Regions from separate parts of the Gossypium hirsutum genome. Here region 2 is linked to region 1. The links are chromatin contacts, called in public Hi-C maps. All regions are on one chromosome and are shown on one strand. Each heading gives the region's core, a stretch centred on a gene start, on an enhancer-like site or on the middle of the called end of the contact. The rest is flanking DNA. Distances are from core to core; before and after follow the strand shown. Region 1 has its middle 21 kb from the start of LOC121222528. Region 2 holds the start of LOC121222529 (auxin response factor 16).

The links. Hi-C and Micro-C count contacts between places; a contact is called where the count stands out from the background.
Region 2: a Hi-C map of leaf shows a contact between it and region 1, with 4 times the contacts expected there. The contact joins the promoter of LOC121222529 here to the enhancer-like site in region 1. A contact is called at or near these places in 22 of 34 Hi-C or Micro-C datasets (anther, callus, cotyledon and 4 more).

What each region holds. Positions count from the first base shown.
Region 1 is chrD10:61,062,862-61,067,125 of Gossypium_hirsutum_v2.1, reverse strand. No RefSeq gene overlaps it. Among protein-coding and RNA genes, the nearest start is that of LOC121222528, 21 kb to the right of the region's middle. Within about 2 kb of position 2,390, at least 3 of the 9 cell types and tissues checked have an H3K27ac peak or open chromatin away from gene starts, as enhancers often do. A contact at or near this core is called in leaf, where this site is marked.
Region 2 is chrD10:61,109,397-61,113,660 of Gossypium_hirsutum_v2.1, reverse strand. LOC121222529 (auxin response factor 16) reads right to left here and starts at 2,189. Exons shown (of 4, transcript XM_041103517.1): 1 at 1,775-2,189; 2 at 405-1,573; 3 at 1-284. The coding sequence starts at 1,496.

The sequences.
Region 1 (4,264 bases), core at 1,141-3,640:
TCAAGTGTGTCCTCTAAGGAAATTCTATGTGGGATTTGGGCAGTTAGATGAAACTTTGCAAGTTTGTGATTTAGTTGATGAATTTGAGAATTGGGATTGGACCCATCTTAAAAATTTCCTACCAAATCCAATTGTGATGCGAAATAGCCTTGGTATTGCCTCATTCGTTGGATGTAGAGAATGATCGACTATCGTGGAGATGGGCAACTAGAAATTCCTTTTCCATGTTGGATGCATATAGAGGTATGTACCAATCTTAGTTGACAAATAATTCTAATGTTTGGAAATTGTTTTGGAAAGCCAAGGTACCGCAGCGGGTTAGAGTGTTCATTTGACTATTATGGAATAATAGACTTTTGACGAATGAGGAGAGAGTTAGAAGACATATGGATTGTGAAAGCAATTGCCCGAGATGCAATTTTACCAAAGAATCTGAGTTACACGATGTCAAAGATTGCTCATTCCCACGAGTAGTTTGGACTTCGATTGTACCATCATAGAAATAAGTATTATTTTTCTCCTTACCTTTTGATGAATGGATTATTTGGAACTTGCAAAACATGGGAAAGTGCGATAACCAGGAGTTGGATGGGCAAATGTTTCTTCTTATTTTTTGTTGGTTACTATGGAAAAACAGAAATATGTTTGTATTTTCTGGCAGTCACAGCTCTGTCCAGGATGTGGTAGATATAGGTATCGGTTTGACGAAGGACATATGGTGTCTGATATGAATCAGTCTGTGCCAGAGATTGGATGGGTTAAACTCAATACAGATGATGTAGTTTCGCTTAGTTCTTACTTAGCTGCAATTGGAGGAGTCATTAGAGATGAGGATGGTAATTGGTTGTGTGGCTATGCGATGATATTGGGGAGAGATGAAGTTTTCAGGACAGAAGCGAGGTCTATGCTTGAAGGGCTACGTCTGGCTTGGGAGAAGAGATACCGACAGGTTGAACTTGAATGCGATGATATTGGGGAGAGATGAAGTTTTCAGGATAGAAGTGAAGTCTATGCTTGAAGGGCTACGTCTGGCTTGGGAGAAGAGGTACCGACAGGTTGAACTTGAATCTGATAATGCTCTTTTGGTAGAATTAGTTTTGTCTAGCAAACTTATTGATAGCCCTCTTATGGAAATACGGGCCATCCATACACTCTTACAAAGGAATTGGAAAGTCCATATCTGCCATATTCCTAGAGATCATAATGTAGTTATGGATTTCATAGCTAAGTAAACTGGTATAAATTTTACCAGTTTATAGGTGTTTTTTGAACCTCTTCAAGCTATGTGGGAGTTAATCCAAAAGGATATTATGGGCTATTATTTTTCTACGTATTTCTGTAATCGCTTAATGTAGTTTTTATTTACCAAAAAAAGCAAGCGGTAAATTTAAGATTTTGCCAATTTAATTGACAAGGACTAAAATCTCACCATGTGCATATTTTTATTTTTATTAGTTTTTATTAAAATAAAAAGATTAAAATACCTTAAAATAATATAACTGATTTCAATTAAGAAAGAACATTTTCGTAATTTTCTTAATCGAGTTGGTACTCGTTCGACTCATAACACCAACTTATTATCAGAAAAATTACAAAACATTAAATTTAATATAATTTAGATTTGATAATTTTGATACAAACATGACATATATAAAACCAAAAAAATAATGTGATAATTTTCTTTTGGTCTAGATTTCTAAGTATTCAATATATTCAAAGTCAAATTTGAGAAAAATTTCCAATTTTCTTCATTTAAAAAGAAATCTGAAACTTTAATTAAAAAACAGGAGGATAATGTTGAACATAGATACCATATTCACATATAAACAATTATGACAACAAAAATTGCCGACACATTATACATATATGTATTCCTTTATGTTAATGTTTCCTTAGGCACTAAATGAATATTAAATCTAAATAAAATTACTATTATTTGGGAGATTATGTAACAATGTAAATTTATGATATATTCTTAGAGTAAATTCATCCTTCATCCAAATAAATAAAGCCAAAATATAAACTTTTACTCTGAACTCATATTATTCTCAACCGTATCTGTACATAGACTTGTGTTAAATTACAAAATTTATCTGCATTTACTATGCTGAAAATTACTGACACTAAAAAAGAAAAGAAGAAGACTTATTCTTGTATATTTTTGGGGTTTGTAAATTTTGTCATTGATGTAATCGTAGCCGTTTGTCACCATTCAAACCTGACAAACACGTAAAGATAGCAGTGACTGCCAAAGCCGGTCCTGCTGACATTAACCCGCAAAGCGAGCGTGACAACATAAAGACAAAGGGTAATAGTTAAGAATAATCCATGTGTCTAATGATGGAGAGATCTGGTTTTTACTGATTGGACCCCACAAAGGGGTGACTGTGAGATTCTCGTCAGAGAAAAGGCAGAAGTGATGGGACAAATGACGTGTGGGACCCAAAAGTAGTGGGACCGTGTCCGAATCTCTGTCGTTTCTTCTAGGTTGGAATGAGAAGCTATGATAACCCAGTTTTGTCGGAAACCCCCCTTTTTCTTTAATGAAAACTTTGTCCCTTTCCTACGAGTTAAAAATTATATATATGTTAAATTAATTTGTCAATGGACAAGTATGAACATGACAAAAATATAATTACGAATATTCACCAAAAAAAAGTGTTTTAAACAAAATATAAATTTAATCCTTTAACTTTAATCTAATGTACAATATGTTATTTGCACCAGAAATGTTTAATGTGATATTCGTGCTATTATGTTGTCTATCAATATGCCCCAAAATCTTCACAATTTTAAATTTATTTGTTGATTGACAAATAAATTATATGATAAAAAAAAAGGATATGTAAAGTTCGAAACCAATTATATGATAACACAAGACATTTCAAATGCCACCCATGCAAAACATATATACACACATGGGTGAATTAATAATTTTTTTTAGGGTGCAGGAATTGAATAATAAATTTTTAAAAGATTAAAAATAATTTTATAATGTATTAATTTATTATTTTATCATTATTTAAGGGGTTAAACATAATTTTCTTATTTTAAGAGTTAATGTGTAATTTTATCATAAATTAATTTTTAATTTAATCATCTTATAAGGGACTTGAATAACAATTTTCCATTTGAAAGTGGCCAAGACCTCCACCTACCTTTATATTTGCCCATGTATTATGTATTATGTATATACCTGCTCATGGGTCGGGCCACCCAGCTGGGCCCGAAAGCCTACCCGAAAAATGAGATTATTTGGATAAAAAATATAGGTCCAAAAATTGGACTTGGGTGAAAAAATATGGCCCATTTAGAACACAGGCCGGGCTTTAGGTAAGGCTTTTTTGGCCCTGAGCCTGGCCCAACCCGAATATGCTAAAAAATTGGGTTTTTTTACTGTTTTTTATTATTTTATTATTGATTTTTTTCACTATTTTGATACCATTTCACTATTATGTTTCTATTATTTTATTGTTCTGTATAACTCTTGTATTATTGTTAATTTTGTTACTATTTTAGAAATATTTGCTTGTTAAGTTGCACCTATCTTAGTGTTATTTAAGTAAATATTTTTTAAATTTATTTTTAATTTGTTGGGAAATATTTATTTTAATATTTTTAGTATTTTTGATGTATTATATTTTTTTAAATATATATAAAATAATAGTATAAAAAATTAATATGGGTGGGCAGGGCCAAGCCCAAGTCTTAGCATTTTTATCTAGGTCGGGCCTGGGCAAAATTTTAATCCCATTTTTCGGGTCAGACTCAGGCCTAAAATTTTGGTTGCCCCCGACTTAACCCATGAGCACCTCTAACTATGTATATACATGTCGCACATATAAATTTAACAATTTTTAAAGCTTTGAGGTACATTGATATATTGGTAAAATTACACAAGTTCCATATTAAATATTTTTAAAAATTATATACAAGATAAATATTTTTATACAAAGTACAAGGTTATATTTTTTTACATAAATTTATTATATTTTAAGTATTTACTCATCTTAAATCAATTATAGTATTATTTGTGTATTTTACTTTTTATTTTAGTATTTCCTTAACCAATATTTTCTCTCTTCTTTTTCTCAATTTTCCTTTTTTATAAAATGAGGGTTACGCAGGGGTTCTTCATTTTTCTTTTACCTATCAAAATACAATTTACAATAAAAATAAATTTTGAGTCCATTTTTTAATTCATTAAAAATTGTTTTCTAGAAAATCATACATATATACATACATATTTCTATTGTCAAATCTC
Region 2 (4,264 bases), core at 940-3,439, 47 kb before region 1:
GATGAAGATAATCCGAACGGTTCATGCCTGGCTCCCTGTATACCTCCAGGAATGTTGTCAGTAATGCAACGCATGGGGCTGCTGGATCTGAAAGAGTTCCCGGAAAATGATGGCATTGGAATTTGGTTAAGAAAGGAAATGTCTGGGTGTTGTGGAAGCCGCATCTTTTTCCTTGGTGGCGAGAAAGGATTAAGATTAATAGCTGGTATGTTTGTGACCAATTCAACCAACCATGGGCTAACACGCTTCACATTGTGGAGTAAATCTGGCTCATCCCATGCTACCTGCAAAGACGGTAAATCAAACAGATCTATGAGCAGACTAAAACATGGATGTTAACTGTTCTTCTAACATACAAGGACTAAGTTAATTCAATGACAGTTGATAATGTAAAACTAAAATACCTGCAGTAGTCGCCATGGAGAATTAGGCCAACGGATGGGATCGACAACCTTAGCAGTAGATATCGCTCCCATGAACCAGCTAATCCGTGAAGAGTCCTCAGTTTCGAAAGGCATTTTGAACCTCATCCCAGGATACCACTGGATTTGCATTGCAGCTCTAATGGATGAGGCCTTCACGCAGAACTCAGGAGTGCTAGTTCGTGGATAGTAAACGACCTCAAAGGGCTGCCCACTAGCTGCACGACTCGCAGCTTCAATCACGGAGTCAGCCCTTACTCTTCCCCTTGGATCCCCATTACAATCCTTCCTCATCAATTTACTCTCCCCCTCCCTCAAAAACGGAGAATAACTCCCAATTTGTGAACCAGAGGTTCCACTCGCAGAGTTCCATCCCGGAAATTCATGTCCACCCCCAAGTCCTCTTTTCGCCCTACGAATCCCCACACAAAGATCTCCATTATCAGCTCTAAGAAACACAATCGAATCACCAGCCACAAGCTTCTTGTGGTTCACGAAATTACTCCACCCCGTCGTCAAAAGATGTCGACGAGGCGTCCCCCTATATATATGCCTAAATTTCCAAACCTCACCATGAACATCCTTAGCAAGAATAGTCTGAACAGGGGGTTCAGCATTATAATCCAACCTAGGAAATATAGTCTCCGCGCAATACCGCGGAACCGAGAACCCCCCACCGTTGTTAGCATCAGACTGAGTCAATGTCTTAGCAAAGGAAGCAGATTTTTCAGGGTTCTCCACCCCAACATTCCCATCAAAACCATCATCTTCAACCCCAAAACTGTTCTCTCTCAAAGGAACCAACATGATTTTAGCATAAACCTCATCGGTTTCGGGATCCGCCATAAACCTAACGGCGGAAACCCGACACAAGACGAGTGACGGAATCGGGAGATTCCCAAAATCTACATTCCCATTGGCATGCTCAGCATGACCCTGAGGGAAATAGAACACCTTAGAGTTCACTGATGGCATTTGTACCATACCACCAGCACAAGCATGCCATAGCTGAGGATCTAAGCATTTTTCTGAATTTTTCACAACTTCTTTCCTAGAATCCATGACTGTTATCATTTTTTCCCCAATTATATGGACAAAAAGAAAAAAACAAACCCTTTCTTTACTCTGTTTTTTTCTCACTTGATGATTACCTGTTAGTACATGAAAATCAAAAGACATGCCTCAGTAAATATTAAAGAAACAAAATTTATACACACACACATATATATAAATCCACAAATTAGCTACAATTGAACAAAACCCAGAAAAAAATAAAGAAAAAGAAAGGAACAATACATTCATAATTATTATTTTTTTAAATGAGAAATTAGAAAAGAATTAAAAGACCTTACCTTTTGAACAAAAGGAGATATTTTTCCACCAAAAGAAGGAAAACCCAGATTAAGATGAATCAAAAAGAAGAATAACAATGCAAAAAAAAAAGAAAAGAAACTAAAACTAAACCCTTTTTTAAAGCCAAAAAGGAAAAAAAAAAGAAAAAGAGAGAAAGAACAATTGAAGAACTTTGAGAAGGAAATAAGAAAAGAGAGTAAAAGGGTGTTTTAGTTAAAGGGAAAGTGAAGAGCGAGTGAGAGTTTTAAAGAAGATGAGAAGAGGAGATGAGATGAAAGATTTTGTGTTATTTGCCGACCAGGAACTCTCAGTTAAAAGCCCTTGTCAGTATTTACTTCGGTCCGGTTCCGGTTCCGGTTCGCTTCGGGAAAGGATTTATAAAAATTGAAATGAAAATATAAATTATTTTATTTTATTGTTTCAGACCTGGACAGTTGTGGCTTTATTTTGACAAGGAGTGTTGACCACGCGGCATGGAAGCAAGTGGGAACATATCCCCTATAAATCAGAAAAAGGAAACATCCAACGAATAAAAAATTAATCAGAGAATTTAATTTTATAATTATTTAATAAATCTCTCTCTCTCCTAAATTAAAATATTTAGATAATCCCCAAAATTAAAAGTTATTTTTTATGTTGATTTTAAATATCACGATATTTTGCTGGAAGATATCACGATTTTCATGCAACTCTGAAATCAAGGCTGACTACACTTAAAGTTTTCATTTTGTCCGAGGCCCTAACTCTTCGGGACTAACCATGGTTAATTTATTTATTTTTTTAATTTATATAAATAATGTTTAAAAATTTATTAGCTATTCAATATTTTTCTCCAAAAGAAACGAAAAATTATCATTTTTTGGTGAGTAATTTATAATAGATTATTTAGTTATTATTTAAGGAAAATATTTATTTAAAGCAAAAACTTTTATTTCCCAAAATATTATCATGTATGTCACTTGCCATTGAAAAATATTTCAGTTCTTTTTATTATTATAAAAATCAATACATTTTTTTCCATCAAAGAAAATTAAAAATATTTTTCCACCTATTTTCTCTCTCTTTTTATTTTTATTTAATCCATTAAGTAAGTGCCAAGTGTATTTTAACTTTTTCTTTATCTTACATAAACTACAAAATCTAAAGGCTCTTTTTTTAAACTAATTAATCTATTTATATTAATTATCTTTTTAATTAACTGGTCAACACTTTGACTCTTCTTTTCAGTGTTTGTTATTGTCTTTCTTGATCCTAAGATCCGAAGAACAAGATTTTATCCTTACTACTCGGATTAGGGTTTAACATTTTTTTCCAAAGAAAAAAAACACTTTTTTATCAAAATATGAAATTACAAATTTACCCTTGAAATTAGGGTTATTATTTAATGGAATGATATATATAAATAAAAATTAAAAATTAAAAGGTGTTGGTATTACTAATGGAGTATGGATTTATAGTAATTATAATTAAACAGGGTATTAAAATTAATTTTAGACTTGTTGAATTGGGGAAAAAAAAGAGTGTTAATATAATGATAATTATTATAGGTCAATAATTAAAAGCGAGAGACTATGCATGGATTAAGGAATATTAGTTGGTAAAATTAGATGATGGTGACATTGAGATTAAGGACAATTTAATCTGTTTGATTACAAGTGTTGCATGAAAAAACCAAATTATTCGGCACTTGATTAAGACCTTGGTCGGTCTTGTTTTAGACCCTCTTTTTAGGGTACCAAAATTTTAGCCAACAAATCAACCCCCCTCCCCCCAAAATAATTTTTGTAATTTTTTCAATTGGTGTTGGGTTTTCTTTTCTTCAATGTATTTATATCAGCGATCATCTTTCTGCGTTAGGAGGTAGATATTGGTCATGAATTTTAAAACTGTTTTATATTTAGAGTGAAAAATAAATACTCCTGGAAGAGATTTTTTTTATATTTAATTGATTTTAAGTTTTAGAAATTTATCAATTTGTGCATTCATGTTATTACTTTTGTATGTATAACAAGTATTTTAAGTTGTGACATGTATATATGTATCTTTTGTCTCACAAAATTGTTGCATTTATTATTTTTAACGGTGAATAGTTTCTGACAATTTTTTAAAATATATTGTTCTGAAAAGAATAATTGACCAAAATTTTAGAAAGTTAAATGTGGCAATTTAATTTGGAAAGACAATGTATATATCTTGACATGATGACAGATTTTCCTGTATTATGTTTAACATTATAATGGAGTTGATGTGATCCATCAATTAGATCATAAAAAAAATATAAAAGATTTTTTATTTTTATAAAGTAATAAATATTATTTTAAGGGTAATTTTATCTTTTCATTTAGAATCTAGAAAACTACTTGCATTTGACGGGATTTGAACCTAAAATTTTATAAATTTTATTCTCAAATTTATCATTTCAATCAAAGTCATATTTGATTATTATATTATTTTTTTTAAAAATTGTTACATATATTTTTCACTATCAT